Regions from separate parts of the Rattus norvegicus genome. Here region 2 is linked to region 1. Evidence: chromatin contacts called from public Hi-C data. All regions are on one chromosome and are shown on one strand. Each heading gives the region's core, a stretch centred on a gene start, on an enhancer-like site or on the middle of the called end of the contact. The rest is flanking DNA. Distances are from core to core; before and after follow the strand shown. Region 1 holds the start of Ppp2r1b (protein phosphatase 2 scaffold subunit A beta). Region 2 holds the start of Sik2 (salt-inducible kinase 2).

Region 1 (4,246 bases), core at 1,257-3,756:
GGATGCAAAGCCTACAAGACTAATAGCCTAGCCTTGAGGGAGGAAAAGAGCATTTAAGGAGGCCTTCTCCTGCTAGGCTGCAGCTCAGTGAGAGAGCACTGGCCTAGCATACACGCCTATAGCATCACTAAGGTCGAAGCTCTCTTCTAGGTTGGCCTTGTATAGCTAGGTAGCTAGTGATATGACTCCAAGAGGCATATTTTGAGGAGAAAATGACAACCTGTATATAAATCTGTTGCTTTCTACAAGTCTCCACTTACCTATTATCCACCTATGTCTGGAGTTCTACAGAACCATCAAGGTAGAGCTAGGAACCACGGGAGCCAGAATTGAATACGCAATGCTTAAACCCCTAAACAGACAGTCCTGCCTTGTCTAGCTGGTCAGTTTCTAGTCATTCTTTAAAGCCCAGTTCATCAGCATAATGGTACATACCTTGAATCTTAGCAATCTGGAGAGAGAGGCAGGAGGTTCTCTGCGAGTTCAAAGCTAGCCTGGTCTAAATAGACTTCCAAGTCAACCAAGGTTACATAACAAGGGTTGTCTCAAAAAATACAAACAAAAGAAAAGGGGGAAACCAAATCAAGTTCTTTCCCTCCGCATCGCTAAACTGGTAAGTCTGTAGAGATAGAAATGAGTTCTTATATTCGGCTGATAGAATAAGAACTGAGTGTCATCATTACTAAAGCACCTACATTATTCACTCAACTACATTATTATCCTCTGCCCATAAGAGCTGCATAAAAAGCTGCAATGTGTCTATCACCAGCTAATAAAGGCACTGCGGGTCCTACAAAGTTCCCAAAGGCATGCAGAACAGAGACAAGTACTCACCAGCAGACAGTGGGCAAAGTCAGGGCCTCCCACCAAACCAGTGAAATTCCCCAGCTGCTCGGCAAGAGCTAACAGCACCTCATCTTCATCATAAATTGTATCTGAAAAGAACGACAGTTGGTTACCCATGGGGGAAAGTGCCACTGAGCTGGTACTCACAAGGCTGCTGCAACTTGAATCCTAAAAGCATTGTCTTCCCCCTCTAAACCAGAAGTCTTCCTGAATGTCTCACAGAATTACTAAGAAATTCATGTCCTGCGGCTGGAGAGATGGCTTGCTGGTTAAGGCCACTGGCTGCTCTTCCAGAGGAGCAGGGCTCAATGCCCAGCAACCACATGGCAGCTCACAACTGTCTCTAACTCCAGTCCCAGGGGATCTGACACTTTCACACAGACATACACGCAGGCAAAACACTAGTATCATTTCAAAAGAAATTCACATTTCACATCAATTACCTTCCCATTAACTATACGGTTTTTGTTTGAGTATGTCTAGCTGTATGTAGCACTTCTGTACACCTTGAAGAAGGATTGCACACCTGCTCAATCTAGTACTTATCAATACTCCAGGTAACTATGTATAAATATATATATATATATGTATATATATATATATAGAGAGAGAGAGAGAGGAGAGAGAGAGAGAGAGAGAGAGAGAGAGAGAGAGAGAGCGCCAAAGGGAAATGGGGCGTGTTTCTTTCAAAGGACACATACCTGTAAGGAAAGGCAGCAGTTCAGTTCGAGTCCTTTCTACCCCGAGTGCTAGAGCAATAGTTGATAACTTCTTAATACTGTTGAGACGGAGCTTTAAAAATAAAGTGGGAGGAAGAACAAAGCAAAGCGATTATTGCAATTCAGGTCAAAGAAGCAAATAGGTGAGATGACTGGGACACAGTATACAAGGATGGATGAATGAGACTTTCACTTAGATCTCATTCCTAGGAAAACTCAAGGACCGTTTAACACGTTATTAGCCAGAAGCTATCCTAGGGAGAACACTGAAGGGCCGGGGAAGAAATGAATGAATGAAAACACGCGGACAGTGAGAGATTCTTTAAAGAGAGAACTCTGGACGGAAAGAAGCAGGTGAAACGGTTAAGTACAACTCCTCCCTTTCAGGGAAAAGTTCCATCACAACTGATGATGCACCTCTCATCTGGGTTAATCAGCTGCGGAGCTCTTTCCACCCTACCAGCCCAGCTAGTTTGCCTGACGACAGACACTCCGCAGCACTTCAAAGGGAACCCTGGCCCCGGGCCGCTCCCCTGCTCCGGGCAGCCCCGCAACTCGTCAGCGCTCGTTCACCCGAGGCGCGAACTGGTTCCCCGCCCACTGCCAGGAGCAGATGGACGCCACCGCCCCAGAGGGTCGAGGGAGGGCAGCCGGAGCTGAGAGGGACCACCGCGGACCCGCCGCCCCACGCCTTGGTCCCGTTCGGTCCCGAGGCTGAATACGACTCTCCCACCCCGGGGTCGTCCCTAAGGCTGAGCCGGCCTTCCAGCTTCCCTACCATGTGCGCTTCCGCCCTCGCCTCGGCTCCCCAGCCCAGCCTAGTACCTGCACGTCCTCATTGCGGAGCTCGTCGATTAAAACCGCGATCGGGTAGAGTGAATCGTCTCCATCTCCGCCCGCTGCCCCCGGAACGGTCCCTGGCCCTGCTGCGCCCGCCATGTTCTTTCTCCTCTGGCTGGTCGCCGCCGAAGGCCCCGCGCCCAGGCCACGCCCAGCACCCGGGCCACGCCCCACGCTCAGGCCACGCCCCACACACAAGCAGGCGGGGCTAAATCCAATCCGACGGCTCTGAGGAACCGATGGAGTCAAGTTTTTTCCCTGCGCGTGGAGGCTCCGGCCTGACCCCCATTGCTGGAACTGAAGGTCTGAACTCCAGAAGAAGGGAGGGCTGAAAAAACCAATGGAACCCCTGCATCCTTTCCCCAGCCGAAAGAAACAAGGGCAGGGATTCATCGTCTGCTTGCTGTGCTCTGAAGGAGAGGGGCCTTAATGATGGGTGCTGAGCCTCAGTAGAACTCAAAGACCGGCCAGGAGGAAGAAGCTTTAACACCTCCCCCGCCACCCCCAACTTAATGCTGGCCCTGAGCCGCTGGGTCTCGGCCTTTATTTCCCCCTGGGCGACAAGCCCACACACACACACACACACACACACACACATCTTCCTCTGGTCTGTTTGCCAGAATCCTGGCTGGCTCCTGCTCCTTAAGACAAATAATGAGGGCGGTGAGAGAAAATGAACCGTGCTGTCCAAACTCCCCAGTCAATATTTTTTCCACGCAAGCTGTTCAAAACATGCTGCTCTCTTGTTTTCGTGTTTCTTTTTCAGTGTGGTACTGGAATGGCGCCTTCTGTTGTATTGTCTTTTTTTTTTTTTTTTTTTTTTTTTTCCTTTACCAAGAAACACAACAACCTAGCGTAATTGGGCCCAGTTTTATTCTCCCCAATTCAGTGCGGATGGAAACTGGCCTCCCTAAACCTCCAGGAGTTTAAAGGGCCCCAGGAGAAGGTGGTCTGAGCATTTTCACACAGAATTTAATGGAAATTTTCCACTTACCCTAAGGAACAGCACAAAGTGACTATCTCTCTTTTCAACTTAGATATAAGCAACTTAGATTGGAAGCTCTGTCCAAGTTCTCAGATGACACGATTTTGTGCATTAAGGAAATTGTCATTAATAAATGCAACTTAGGTAAGATTTTTATTTTCTTTTTAAAGCATGGGACTCCTACTAGAAGATGGGAGATAGTTAGTCTTTCATATTCAAAGCTTGAAAACCAACAGACTTCAGTTTTGGGTTTGTTTGGTTTTGTTTTTCAACTTCTGTACACGAATGAATGCTTAAAGGCGCTCATTTCGATAACTTTTAAAAATCATTTAAGGCATGGTCTGGACCGCAGGGGTGGCTATTTTTTAATTACAAAAAATGTGTATGTGTGTTATATACACAGGAGCCGCTGAACAAGTAGTCAAAGGACAGCTTGCAGAGCGGGTTTTTACCAAGTGGGTTCCAGTGACTGAACTCTGGTTGTCAGAGTTGGTGACACACACCCTTATCCACTGAGCCATCTAGCTGGCCCCCAAGAACTACCTGAATCAGCCTTGCCACACGATTTCAGCACCTGTATTTGCGTGAGTTTCAACACAGCTTTTATTGTTCTGGGCTCGTAAGAAGTGAACAGAGGTGGCAGTTAAATGAAAAAATATGTTTTTGTGCACAAAATAAAAGCTAAAGGGCATCAAGCAATTATAGTCTCAGTGTTTCTAAACGTGGTGAGAAAATGAAGAAACTCGAGGCATGAGTGTGCCCAACCCTAAAGAAGGTGAGCTTCAGCCGGCGAGCCCAGACTCACAAAGCGAGACTTGGCTTAAGTATCAGACACATTTGTCATATTGAATTGCAA
Region 2 (4,124 bases), core at 298-2,797, 130 kb before region 1:
ATCATATTTCTGAGAGCCTGTCTTTAAAAAGTTAAAGTGAAAATATGAGGTATGGGCTCCTTTTAAGTTTTTAATGTGGGTTGGGAATGGTGATACCTGCTTTTAATCTCAGCACTCGGGAGACATCTCTGTTAGGTATGAGCCAGCCTGGCCTATGTGGCAAGTTACAGGTTACCTAAGGCTACATAGTGAGACGCTGTTTAAAAAACAAAACAAAACAAAACAAAATGACAACACAAAAAAGCAATGTAGTGCCTAAGAGATGGCACATTGGATCAAGTTACCTACAGTGACTATCCCTAGGGCCACAGTGGAAGGCTAGAACCAACTCACACACCCTGTCCTCTGACTTCTACACAAAATGAAATGTAAAAGTAATATGTTATAGTGTATTTCTAAAATTGTTCTTTTTGATATTTAGATTGGCTCAGATTTGTCAGTGGTGGGTCCCTTCAAACTGTCTTCTCTTTTGACATATCCTTCCTGTCGTATACAAAAGATCCCCTTGTTTACTCAGATAAGATCTTAGATCATCTTAGAATTGCCCTGTCTGCCTTGGACTCAGTCATTACTTCCAATGAATTGAGTTTCTTTTAATGGACAATGGGTACCCAGGAACCAAGGTCTGGACACACATAATATATTTCAAGATATTAAAATGTTGCTGTTTACTTAGGTCCACCATACGGAAGACCAGTGTGATGGGTTATAATTAGAATTCTAGCATTACCTGTGCGACGTTGGCAACTCCCTTCGTTCTAGCAGCCTGCTCCATCATCTGGAAACAAATCGGATTAGGTACCTTTTAACCGTTTACAAGTTCCCAAAGCCTTTTAGGATAATACAGGGTCACCTCTCCCCAGAGACAGGCTCAACTAAGCAAAACTCTGCCTATGATGCAGAAGTTCCAGGCTTCAAAGCCTCTTAGGAGTTCCGAATTCCGGACTTAATCATCTCTTCAGCGCTGGCATTTTTTTTTTCCTTTTTTTGCAAGTGACTGACTGCTGTGAATAGAAATCCTCAGAGATGTCAAAAAGTGGAAAGACGTATATAGTACCGAGAAGGGAGCTAAAAAGAACACAAAGAAAAGAGGCTGTGAGCAGTGCGTTGCTCAGCCACGGTGCTCTTCGGGCTCCAAATTTAGCGCTGCAGTCCGCTGAGGGAGAGGTTTTGGCGGGAAGGGCTGCCCGGGCGGAGAATGCCGGGTGACCCTACAGGAGACGCTCCCAGTGCATCCTCGGCGCGGCCCACCAGGGCTCGCTCTTGCGCTTCTGCTGGAAGACAAGAGGAGCAGGGCGGAGCGGACAGACGGCGACCCCGCCCCCGGCCGCGACGCCCTCCTCAGCCCTGTCAGGCCTTGCAGCGGCCGGAAGCCTCGTGCCTGCCCGACCCGCGTGCCGCCCCTCCCTCCCGCCCCCGACGTCGGCGGCGCTGCGGTAGTCATGGTGACCGATGGAGGCCCGCCCCCGCCCCCTGCCCCGGCCCCCTGACGTCGGCGCACGTCAGCGCCGGCGCGCGCCTGGCTGGGCCCTGTGGGGCGGGAGGGAAGCAGCGCCCGGGCGAGAGCCGCGGCCGTCGCCCAGAGCCCAGGCGCGCCGCCCGACGCCCTCCTGCCCGCTCCGCGCCGCTTCGTGCCGGCCCCTTCGTTCACGCTCCCGTCGTCGTGTTCTGCAGCGGGGGCCAAGCATGGTCATGGCGGATGGCCCGAGGCACTTGCAGCGCGGGCCGGTCCGGGTGGGGTTCTACGACATCGAGGGCACGCTGGGCAAGGGCAACTTCGCCGTGGTGAAGCTGGGGCGGCACCGGATCACCAAGACGGAGGTGCGGCCCCGGGGTTCGGCGGGAGCGTGGCGTGGTTGCGCCCCGGGTAGGGAACGGCGGGCCTGGCACTGCGGGGACCACGGGGTGCAGGTCGAGTGTGTGTAGGGTGTCCCCGGGAAGCCACACAGTCTTCCGTCCCGAGTCTCCCACCCGGGAACCTGGTCTGTGGCCTCGGCTCCCGAGCACAAGTTCCGCGTCTTCCCGGCTTTTGGCTGGGGGTGGGGTGGGAAGGGAAGTCTCGGTGCTCCGGGGCCGCACGGGGACCAATGTCGCCGGCCGGAGAAGGGGACCAGCAGCTCCCGGGCTCGGCGGACGCGGAGCGCGGCCCGGACCTAGTGTCCTTCTCTGTCCGGCGAGAAGGGGGTGCCGCAGACCGGACCGGTGCGGACGGACCGCTGTCCATCTTCTCTGCTTTGGGCCCGCAGAGTCTCTGATTCGGTGCCTTGACTGGCTTGAGCACTTGCAGTGGCTATAGCAAATACACCAGACAATAGAGCTGTTAAAAATGGTCATCTCAGCCCTGCACCGTTCTCTGGGGTTGTCCCTTTACCAGGTGTGCATGCTGGCTCGGAGCACACATTCCTTAAGCCACATCAGATGGACTCTACTCAGCCCTCAACTGGCTTCCTGACATTGACTTTCCAGCATCCCCCCTCCGTGGTACATTCTAAGGCACCGCACATATTTTCTCCCCAAGTCTCTGTTCTTACCTAGCCCACCCTCTTCCTTCCATTGCCTCAAGCTGCTCTCCTCGGGGTCTCTATTTTAAGACGTGCAAATTAAATACCTTGGAAAAAACGATCGCAACACTACCATTTCTTAGACTACAACATAGTGGTTTTGACGTACTATATTCTGCCTTGTGATTCTACTGGAGTTTCACCGGTTTCCAGTTTCTCTCCTCCGTTTTCATCCTTTTCGGGTTTTTTTTCCCTAATACGTTCTTAAGAACGTTCTAACCTTTGAATGTAGAACCCCCCCCGCCGCCCCCCTCCCATGACTTACGTAAGGTGAAGGGCATTTAAAAGCTTTACTGTTCTCTTAGCAGTTGTACTTAAAAGTTTTGCTTCATGTCCATTTCCATAAAGAAGGAGGGTATGTCTAACACGTCTTCATTTTTGTTTAGCCTCACAAATCCCCGACATACCACCTAAATCTTTCTTCTTTAGGGCATCAGTACCAAGGTCAAAATTTTTCCTTTTACGATTTTACCAGTGTTACGAATCTAGATTGCCTGTAATGATAAGCATATTGACATTACCAAAATTTTGCATAGCTTAATCTGATCCCAGCATTTTTTTTAATGAATAAAGTTGTTTCAGTTTTGTAAAGAGCTATGGCCAAATGTTATACCTTTACTCCGATGTTAAATTAAAAGGAAGTATCTTAAATGGGTGTATTTATGACTTTTCAATGACTGCCAAAAATAGCACATTACAGAGAGAGTCACATTGGTTACATTGTTGGAGACCAAATCCGTTCATACAATTTTTTTCTCATTAGCAATCTTTAGTAGTCAGCTGTTGTCAGAGTTTAAAGTTGTATCTGAGATCTGAGAGCTGCTTCGGTGGAGCTGATGGCAATTTACACTTTCTCTGGAGGGTGACAACTCTGATGGGTGTCCCTTTCAAACTGATTTTTTTTTAGGAAGCCGGCTAGGGGGCACTGTGGAGCAACACTGCCTATGCCTGTCAGATTAGTAACATTCGTGATTGAAGACACCTGTCAGATCATGAAAGCTCTTGCATGAACCCTCTTGCTAAAGGGTGTGTGTGTAGTCTGTGTGTATAAAATTATTTTATGTTAAAAGCTATACTTTATTCTATAGGTTCCTCCTCCCTTGTGCTTTTCTGTTTTTTACAATGAGTAAGGCTGAGCATTTTGTGGTAATTTTGTGATTGTTGATACTAAGACATAGAAAGGGGAAATGGTCTAGTAGTTACTATACTTAAAAGTCTTTGTAAGTTTTAGTTTGCAAAATGGTTTTCTGAAGTTTTATAAGACAGTTACATGAAGACTTGCTTAGTAAAAGCACTGACTCAGTTTCTAATAATATGTTTCAGTAAGTTTTTTTTTCTTTAGAGACAACTGCTTTTTATTTACTGAGTATTTGTATCTTTGGTAAATAGAACCACCATGCAAACTGTAAATAAAATAGTGAAATATTCAACTCTTCTACATTATTTTAGATTCTCATTGCTTAACATACTACAATAATTACGGTGATAACAGTTAATAATAGTATAAAGAAAACTATTAGCAAAATACCATTATATTTAGTGCTGTGGAAGTTCCATTGTGTA

What was found. A called contact is a pair of places that touch in the nucleus more often than the background predicts.
Region 2: a contact with region 1 is called in a Hi-C map of hepatocytes, with 2.5 times the contacts expected there. The contact joins the promoter of Sik2 here to the promoter of Ppp2r1b in region 1. A contact is called at or near these places in 11 of 12 Hi-C or Micro-C datasets (the A7r5 cell line, the Rat2 cell line, frontal cortex and 6 more) and 1 of 1 datasets of contacts at active chromatin or transcription factors (oligodendrocytes).

The regions. Positions count from the first base shown.
Region 1 is chr8:60,090,819-60,095,064 of GRCr8, reverse strand. Ppp2r1b (protein phosphatase 2 scaffold subunit A beta) reads right to left here and starts at 2,506. Exons shown (of 15, transcript NM_001025418.1): 1 at 2,391-2,506; 2 at 1,548-1,638; 3 at 835-935. The coding sequence starts at 2,504. It overlaps LOC134480165 (a long non-coding RNA gene), which reads left to right and starts at 2,517. Exons shown (of 4, transcript XR_010054379.1): 1 at 2,517-2,708; 2 at 3,443-3,534; 3 at 3,794-3,974.
Region 2 is chr8:60,219,073-60,223,196 of GRCr8, reverse strand. It overlaps Sik2 (salt-inducible kinase 2), which reads left to right and starts at 1,547. Exons shown (of 16, transcript NM_001427328.1): 1 at 1,547-1,821. The coding sequence starts at 1,687. LOC120094336 (a long non-coding RNA gene) reads right to left here and starts at 1,438. Exons shown (of 3, transcript XR_005488650.2): 1 at 731-1,438.